Regions from separate parts of the Danio rerio genome. Here region 2 is linked to region 1. A link is a contact called in public Hi-C data. All regions are on one chromosome and are shown on one strand. The core of a region is the stretch at or near the end of the contact, and the rest is flanking DNA. Distances in the headings are between cores, read along the strand shown.

The links. A called contact is a pair of places that touch in the nucleus more often than the background predicts.
Region 2: a Hi-C map of embryo shows a contact between it and region 1, with 2.1 times the contacts expected there. The contact joins the enhancer-like site here to the promoter of six6b in region 1. A contact is called at or near these places in 7 of 18 Hi-C or Micro-C datasets (caudal fin, embryo and an unstated tissue) and 1 of 4 datasets of contacts at active chromatin or transcription factors (embryo).

Annotation. Positions count from the first base shown.
Region 1 is chr20:23,074,304-23,078,311 of GRCz12tu, reverse strand. It overlaps six6b (SIX homeobox 6b), which reads left to right and starts at 1,743. Exons shown (of 2, transcript NM_001020585.1): 1 at 1,743-2,600; 2 at 3,850-4,008. The coding sequence starts at 2,029. It also overlaps a transcript of prkchb not described here.
Region 2 is chr20:23,127,886-23,131,477 of GRCz12tu, reverse strand. No RefSeq gene overlaps it. Among named protein-coding and RNA genes, the nearest start is that of ppm1ab, 24 kb to the left of the region's middle. Within about 2 kb of position 1,732, at least 6 of the 62 cell types and tissues checked have an H3K27ac peak or open chromatin away from gene starts, as enhancers often do.

The sequences.
Region 1 (4,008 bases), core at 494-2,993:
GCCTTTGAATGTTTGAAGCCTGAAACATGTTAGGCCACTAAAACAACGTTTTTCCTGTTTCATATGCTCGTACGGCCCGCAGCGCGGAGAACGGGACGATCTCTAAGCCCACTGTAAAATAGCCAACATGTCTCTGATGAATGTTTTCCAGACAAAAATAAGCTAGCGAAATGGTAAAAGAAACTGGCTTCTCTTATCTATTTTCTCTTGTTACAAAAGTTGAAATAATGATGAACTATCGAGCAATGAATGAATTAAATTGAAATGTTTTGAAAATGTATAGTTTTTTGCCCTTAAATATTATGTATGCCCTTTTTGCTGCTTATTGCACTTTATATAATAAATAATATCTAGCTATAGTTTGTTATATAGGCCTAATTTTTTGTATTGTTACAATTGTTTCAATAATGATAATTTCAGGTGTAACTTGTTGCTAAATTGGGTTCGAGGCAGTGTTAGCCCACAGATTTTGTTTTTGACGGTGAAAAACAGGATCGGTCTCCGACTGCATAAAAATGAGCAGCTTCCCGTATATATGCAGACGGTAGTTCTATAATCGGAGCTACGGGCCGCTCATACATCATGCAAAAAGGGCCCGAAGGGTTTTCTTCAAATGAACTGTGTGGGTCTGTGAGAATAATATCAGGGGCTTTCCGTCAGAATGAACTTTTCCTCTGTAGCCAGCCGTGAAATAATCTGACCCGACACTTCAAACCATCTGCGCTATCCATCCGCCTTCTTATTTATTGCGAGCTGTAGTTGATACTATATCAGTTTTTCATGATATGGCATCTCCACAAACCGCACGGTTGACAGGTTTATTCACTGGTACTCCTCCTGAGCAAAAAATAACTATGGTAGCCTATGGTAGCCACTGATTTAAATAAATAAAAACAGATAATCAAATTACACATGACACAAAAAAAAAGATTGCTTAAAAGTCGCATTCAGTGATGTCTTTTAAAATGCTTGATTATAACTATACTTATGTAAGCTGTTAATAGTCTTTGGTCTACTGGTATAGGCAAACGAAAAATCAGCATAACCAGACTCATATCCACGTGCGGCTGGAAGGCGGAATGGTTTGTCCAGTTAAGACTCGTTAGTTTCAGAACCGCACGATATTAAATTTGACAGGCCAATGACTGTTGCGCTGAGCTGTCAGATGTCTACGAGATCATATAGCTGAATGCCTAACTAAACGAATTTTTCCTAATTTGTTTCCTTTTTATGTCAGCGGCCGTTATTCTTACGAAGCGAGAATCGGGAACTGACGAATGACTTTTCACTGAAAATCCACATAGCACACGGATGATCTTATTTAATGTCATTTGTCATTTTAATCCGAAACATTCGCTTGTCGCGACACACTATAAGGGAAACGTCTGTGCGCAAGTATGTGGAAGGATAAGCCAGTTGTGTTCTTTGATTCGAAGGTCTTCCGATTGACATCACAAACAGAACGCTTTGTGGTAGATTAAACGCTTTATTAGACTTAAAAATGTCTTTATATTTTAAAGTTTATGTTAGAGAAACTTCGTTTAGGATGAGCGTGAAACACGCAATCGAGCGTAATTAACTCGCGGGGATTCAGTAAACACAGAGGTCGCTGATGTTTACATTCTAAAAGGCGCTGTCGAGGTCTGGGAGGTGCTGAAATCTACTCAAGCTCCGTTCCGCGTGATTGGCACGCTTGACAGTGATTGACAGGCGTCCGTGGAAACTACGCAACCAATCTGCCAAGTCCAATAGAAACACAGAAGCGGGCAGCACGTCTTTTCCCTCCTCAAAAAAATATCTTCATTCTTGTGCTATAATCTCCTGCCCTCGAACTCTCGGTGTCTCCAACCGAGGCAGCGTCAGACCGACAGAGCGACATCTCCATTTCTCTGCATCGTCTAACATTCATCAGCTGACTCTGGAATTGCCTTTTTGTCTGGATTCGGCTGGGGAGCGAGAGAAAAGCCACAGAAAGCACGAAACCGTGCTAGAGGTAAACAGGACTGCGAGGGGGAAACAGAAGCCTTCATGTTTCAGTTGCCAATTTTGAATTTTAGTCCCCAGCAGGTAGCGGGGGTATGCGAGACTTTGGAAGAGAGCGGAGACATCGAGCGTCTCGGCCGATTCCTTTGGTCGCTCCCCGTCGCGCCCGCTGCCTGCGAGGTGCTGAACCGAAATGAGTCTGTGCTGCGGGCTCGAGCCATCGTAGCCTTCCACACTGGGAATTTCCGTGAGCTGTACCACATTCTTGAGAACCACAAGTTCACCAAAGAGTCCCACTCCAAACTGCAAGCACTTTGGCTGGAGTCACACTACCAGGAGGCAGAGAAGCTCCGAGGCCGCCCGCTAGGACCAGTGGACAAATACCGGGTACGGAAGAAGTTCCCCCTGCCTAAAACTATTTGGGATGGAGAACAAAAGACGCACTGCTTTAAAGAAAGGACCCGGCATTTACTTCGAGAATGGTATCTTCAGGATCCTTATCCGAACCCAAGTAAAAAAAGAGAGCTTGCACAAGCTACAGGACTCACTCCCACTCAAGTGGGGAATTGGTTTAAAAATCGAAGACAAAGGGACAGAGCCGCGGCCGCAAAAAACAGGTGCGTTTTCCAGATTTACATTATGTGACCGATTATACGAGTGAAATTTAGCTATAAAATGGCTATTGACTTGGTTATGTAGAAAAAAATTTGACAAAGTCTGCATATTTAATTATAGAAATGCTAAGCTAAACATTGTGTTCGGTTGATAATTGTCCAAATCAGATAAACAAACAAACAAAAAACAGTAGATAAATAAGAACAGTAGGCCTATTTTTTATGGAAAAACTGTGAGCAGATTAATCAACCAAATAGACCGGTTATTATTTAAAAATGTATTTTGCAACCTGACCAATAATGTGTTTTGTTCTTCTTATTATTAAAGCACAAATTCGCGTAGAATAAATGTACTTTATTTTATTTTCGATGCGTAAAGAAAAATCAACAACACTACAACAGTGTTTAAATGTACAAAATAGCCTTTTCTATTTTTAAGCAAAAAAAAAAAAAAAAAATTGGATAGCTTTTGTGCTTGTATTAGCTATGGCTTGGGCCTAGTCTGCATCACTCGTTAAAAGTCCTTTAGGATAGCCTATTTGATATAACAACTGTCAAAAGATTACAGCGTGCTAGGATTCTTTTTTAAACCCGACAACTACATTTTCTTCGTTTTGACAGATTTAAGCCTACACGAGACCTAAGGAAATTATATCGTGGTGTAGCTAAATAAATCGCTGGAGTGATGCTAGGACCGTTTCTCACAACAACAATTTAGGCGACCTGTGTCAAATGTTTTTTTCTATTTGTTTAAAATTTACATTTAGGAGCTACTGGTATAGGCTAACAATCGTTCAGTTTAGCCTAAATATTTTGCCGTTTAAAAAACAAATTATTAAAACATAAGGTTTATTTATAGCCTAATATTTTATTACTGAAAATTAAAACACTTTTGTTAAGAAGTAGGTTATTTGATGTTTTTGCCAACCCTCTTTTTATTTTTATTTTATATTCACCTTATAGGCTAATACATGTAGAATATCCTAGAATTGCATGTAGGCAACTGATCTGTGTTCTTCCGGGGCATTCCGTTACGCTGAATCTGGAGCCTGGAATAAGCGCAGCATCATTTCATAACATGTCCACACATTCCAGGACTTGTAATTTATAATGTTAAGGCAAATGTTTTTTTTTTCGATTATATTGAACACAAAAGTGGACATCTGTGAAACAGCTATTTAATTTAAGTTTAAATAAATTAAGTTTTAACAGAAGACCTTTGTCCAACACCCATTGTTTTTCGTTTTTAAAGGTTACAACAGCAGGTGTTGTCGAACGGCTCGGTTCGGTCCTTAAGTGGAGAGGATGGTGCTGTAGACCGACTGGGGAATGCGTCAAGCCCTGAAGCGAGCCTGTCCAGCAAAGCCGCTGCGTCGGCGATCTCCATCACTTCAAGTGACAGCGAATGTGA
Region 2 (3,592 bases), core at 483-2,982, 53 kb before region 1:
AAACTAATTATATTGTACATTTGAGAATGTATTTCTGTTTTCACATTTTTGTGAAAAGTGTTGTGAAATGTTTAGCACAAAAATAGATCTTTCGATTTATGCTAAAGTATTTTTTTATTCTTTGTTGTAAATGGAAAAGGTGCATTTGCACAGAAATAAACTTCTTAAAATATGAAATTTTAATTGTTTAAAAATGTATTTGAAATTTTATATTTATAAATTGACACATTTTGGATATACTGTAGCAAAATGCCTTTAAATAGTTCTTGAAGAAACACATTTGACACTGTTAAGGTACAAAATGTCTTGTCACTTTAGTGGTACCTTCATGGATCAGATTTACCTTTAATGAAGGTACAATATAGTATCTGCAGGTTATAAAAACCAAAGGTATATTTTGGTTTTCTATGGTACAAATCATGTCCTAAAGGTGCAAACTGCAATGGTACAAATTTGTTTCTTTGTCTGAAGGTACAATTCTGTTCCATAAAAAGGTACTGCCCCAGTGACAAGGGTTTGTACCTTCTTTGGTACAACATTGCATCATTTTTTTTTTCTGAGAGTGTAGAAGTTCTAGTAAACTAAAACTGTGCCAGTTCAGTTTTCAGAGTTGCAGTTCAGTTTAGTTCAGTTCATTGTGGCTTAATTTTCACTGCTCAAAGTCCAAACACTAAAGAGCAAATCCATCAATGCACAACTCCACAAGTTCCATAGATTGTCTTCTTAGTTTGCCAGCATTTAAGATTTCTGAAATAAAATATAATTTTTTTTGTTATACGATTCATATATCTGTGAATAAAAAGCTACATTTCAGTATTTTCTATTCTTACTAAAATTTGTTTGTAAACTTATACACTTCTAAAAAGTGTTTGGAAAGTATCTTTTTGTTTTTAAAGAAATAAACACTATTATTCAACTACACTCTCAGAAATAAAGGTGAGCTGTCACTGGGGTGGTTCCTTTTCATAAGGTACAAATTTGTACCTAAAAGGTCAATATTAATACCTCATGGGTACATATTAGTGCCTAAAAAGTACAGAAGTATTCCTCTTAAATTGTTTAGGTACCAATATGGACCCCCTTGAGTACAAATGTGTACCTTATGAAAAGGTACCACCCCAGTTACAGCTCGCGTACCTTTATTACTGAGAGTGTAGGATAGCTTAATATCAAGAGTGCCGAAATAAAAATACATTCATTTTATGGCCCACATCTTGCATTGAATAATATACAGACAAAACTCAAAAAAATAGTAATAATCAAATAAAATAATAATTATAACCTATGGATGAAAGGTCAACCAGGTGGCCTGTCAAAGGTTTAAAGAATCATCAAAACAAAATGCACAAAATTTAATAAAGAGATGAAGTAGTACATCTATTTATAAACGTTTATAAATGCCTATAAAATGCACCACAGCTTCATCAAATTATCTTGTACATTCTACTGAAGAGGAAAACAATTCACCTACACCATGAACGAATGTCACGAGGGTGAGTAAATCAACAGCAAATTTTCATTGATTTGTGTGTGAACTATTTGCTTTAGACATCGATGAGCTTTCCATTATATCCACAGTCTAGGATATACAGTATAAACGGGGCCCCTGGGTTAATTCTCTCAGAGGACCCCTTTGTTTTCAGTATCACTAATGAGCATAAGATCATCAGGAGTCTGAACCGCACAGATCAGCTGACCTGCTCTAATTACAGCATTAGCAGCTTCACCGGCCACTCATGCATGATACACCGAGCGATCTGGAGTCCTGAGCTCCTGGGCAGACATATGGTGGCCTAGTGAGGGGTGCTTAGATCGACTTGGCACTTCCCTGGAGCCATCGGAGAGGGAGAAAGAGCATGTAACGGCACTAACAAACTCATGCAAACACATCTGGTGGCGCTGAAGGATGCATTCAGGAGACTTTAAGATTTACATGAATTTATTGATTTATTTATTTACTATAGATGGTGTTGGATTTAAATTAGTTGGATAAAGTAGGCTATACTACAGTATCAGAAAACATAATACATTTTTTTTATAGATTTTTTAATGTATTCTAATACACAGCAAAATTTACTCAGTTTAAATTGTATTTGGTCCCTTTCTAAATTGAGTTAATGTCACTCAAGTTAATGAGCCAATGAAAGAATTAATTAGGTGATGATTGAGGACAGATGATGAACACCTATTGTTAATAAACAGAAACACATAAGAGAAACACAAAACTACAACTGACTTCAGTCTCAGCCTTAAATGAAATCAGCTCAAATATTGAATCTCTCAAAATCTCAGCAGAAGATCAACTTGATCAATAAGCAACTCCACAAACAGCAGCTTTTCTTATTAATAACCTGTTTGCCTTATTATAAAGATGGACCAAAAACTCTGAACTGAGTAAATTTTCCTGTGCACTGTGATTTATGGTGAACTTTAGGATTTCACTGTCATTTGATTCTTCTTTCAAATAAAAATGTTGCCATTTTAAAAACATTTTTTTCCAGAAAGTGAAAATTGGTCAAAATATCAAATGTGTTTATAGTTTTTTTTTTCAGATTAAATAAACATTTCCAACATTGTACTGTATGTTCAAGAAGGAAAGCTTTTCTCATTCAGCGTTTTAGTCACAGAAACAGTTTCTTTCCTCAGGCAATTCCACCTCATGAACACTTTATGATAGCAATTGTAAAACAAACAACCCTACTTTTTATACACATTCACACTTATTTATTTAACAACATACTTTACATGCCAATTTGTTCATAACAGCTACACATATAACGTTGTATATACTGCACACTGTAAAACCCAACAGTCAACTTTATCAAATGAAATGAGTGTAGTTTCCTCAAATTTACTGAAAGTTAATTCTACTCATTTGAAAAGAGTTTTGAACTCAGTATTGAAGTTCATATAGTTTTTTTTAACTCAAATGGTTTGGAGCAATCGGTTTCCTCAAACGGTTTGAGTTGCCTTAACTCAGTGGTTCTCAAACTCACCACCTCAGAAAAAAATTGTCTCAAGTACTACCATAATGACAGGCATTGAAATACAGTAGCGTAGTAGGGCTAATTTAGCAGCTACAGCTCTGCAGAGTTCAAAAACAAGGCAGATAAATTCATATTATTAATATGAATATGAATATTTATTATTATCAGACACTTTAAACATTATAAACAGTTTGAACATTAAAACTGCACTTTGCTTAAGGTAAAACAAATAAATAAATAAAACATCAACGTTTAAACTAAATGTGCTTTTAAAAGTTAATAAAAAATACACCGTTCTTAAAAAGTAAAAAGAAAACTGCTGTACTTAAATGTAAAGCTTATAACATATAGTAGTAGCCTCTTTTTGATAAATTTTGAAATGTATGTGGCATGTACATAGCTATCACATACTTGCATATCTGAAACCTATAGCTCAAACTCCCCTCTTCTCCTGCAAACAGGAGGGAACCCCGGACTCAAGGAGTTCAAGAGCTCAGAGCTCTCTGCCAGACATGCCTTATTATCAATCATCAACTAAGTGTGAACTCTTGAAAATATATCGGTTTATTATCTGTCAATAAAGCTCTTTCTGATTCTGATTCCAC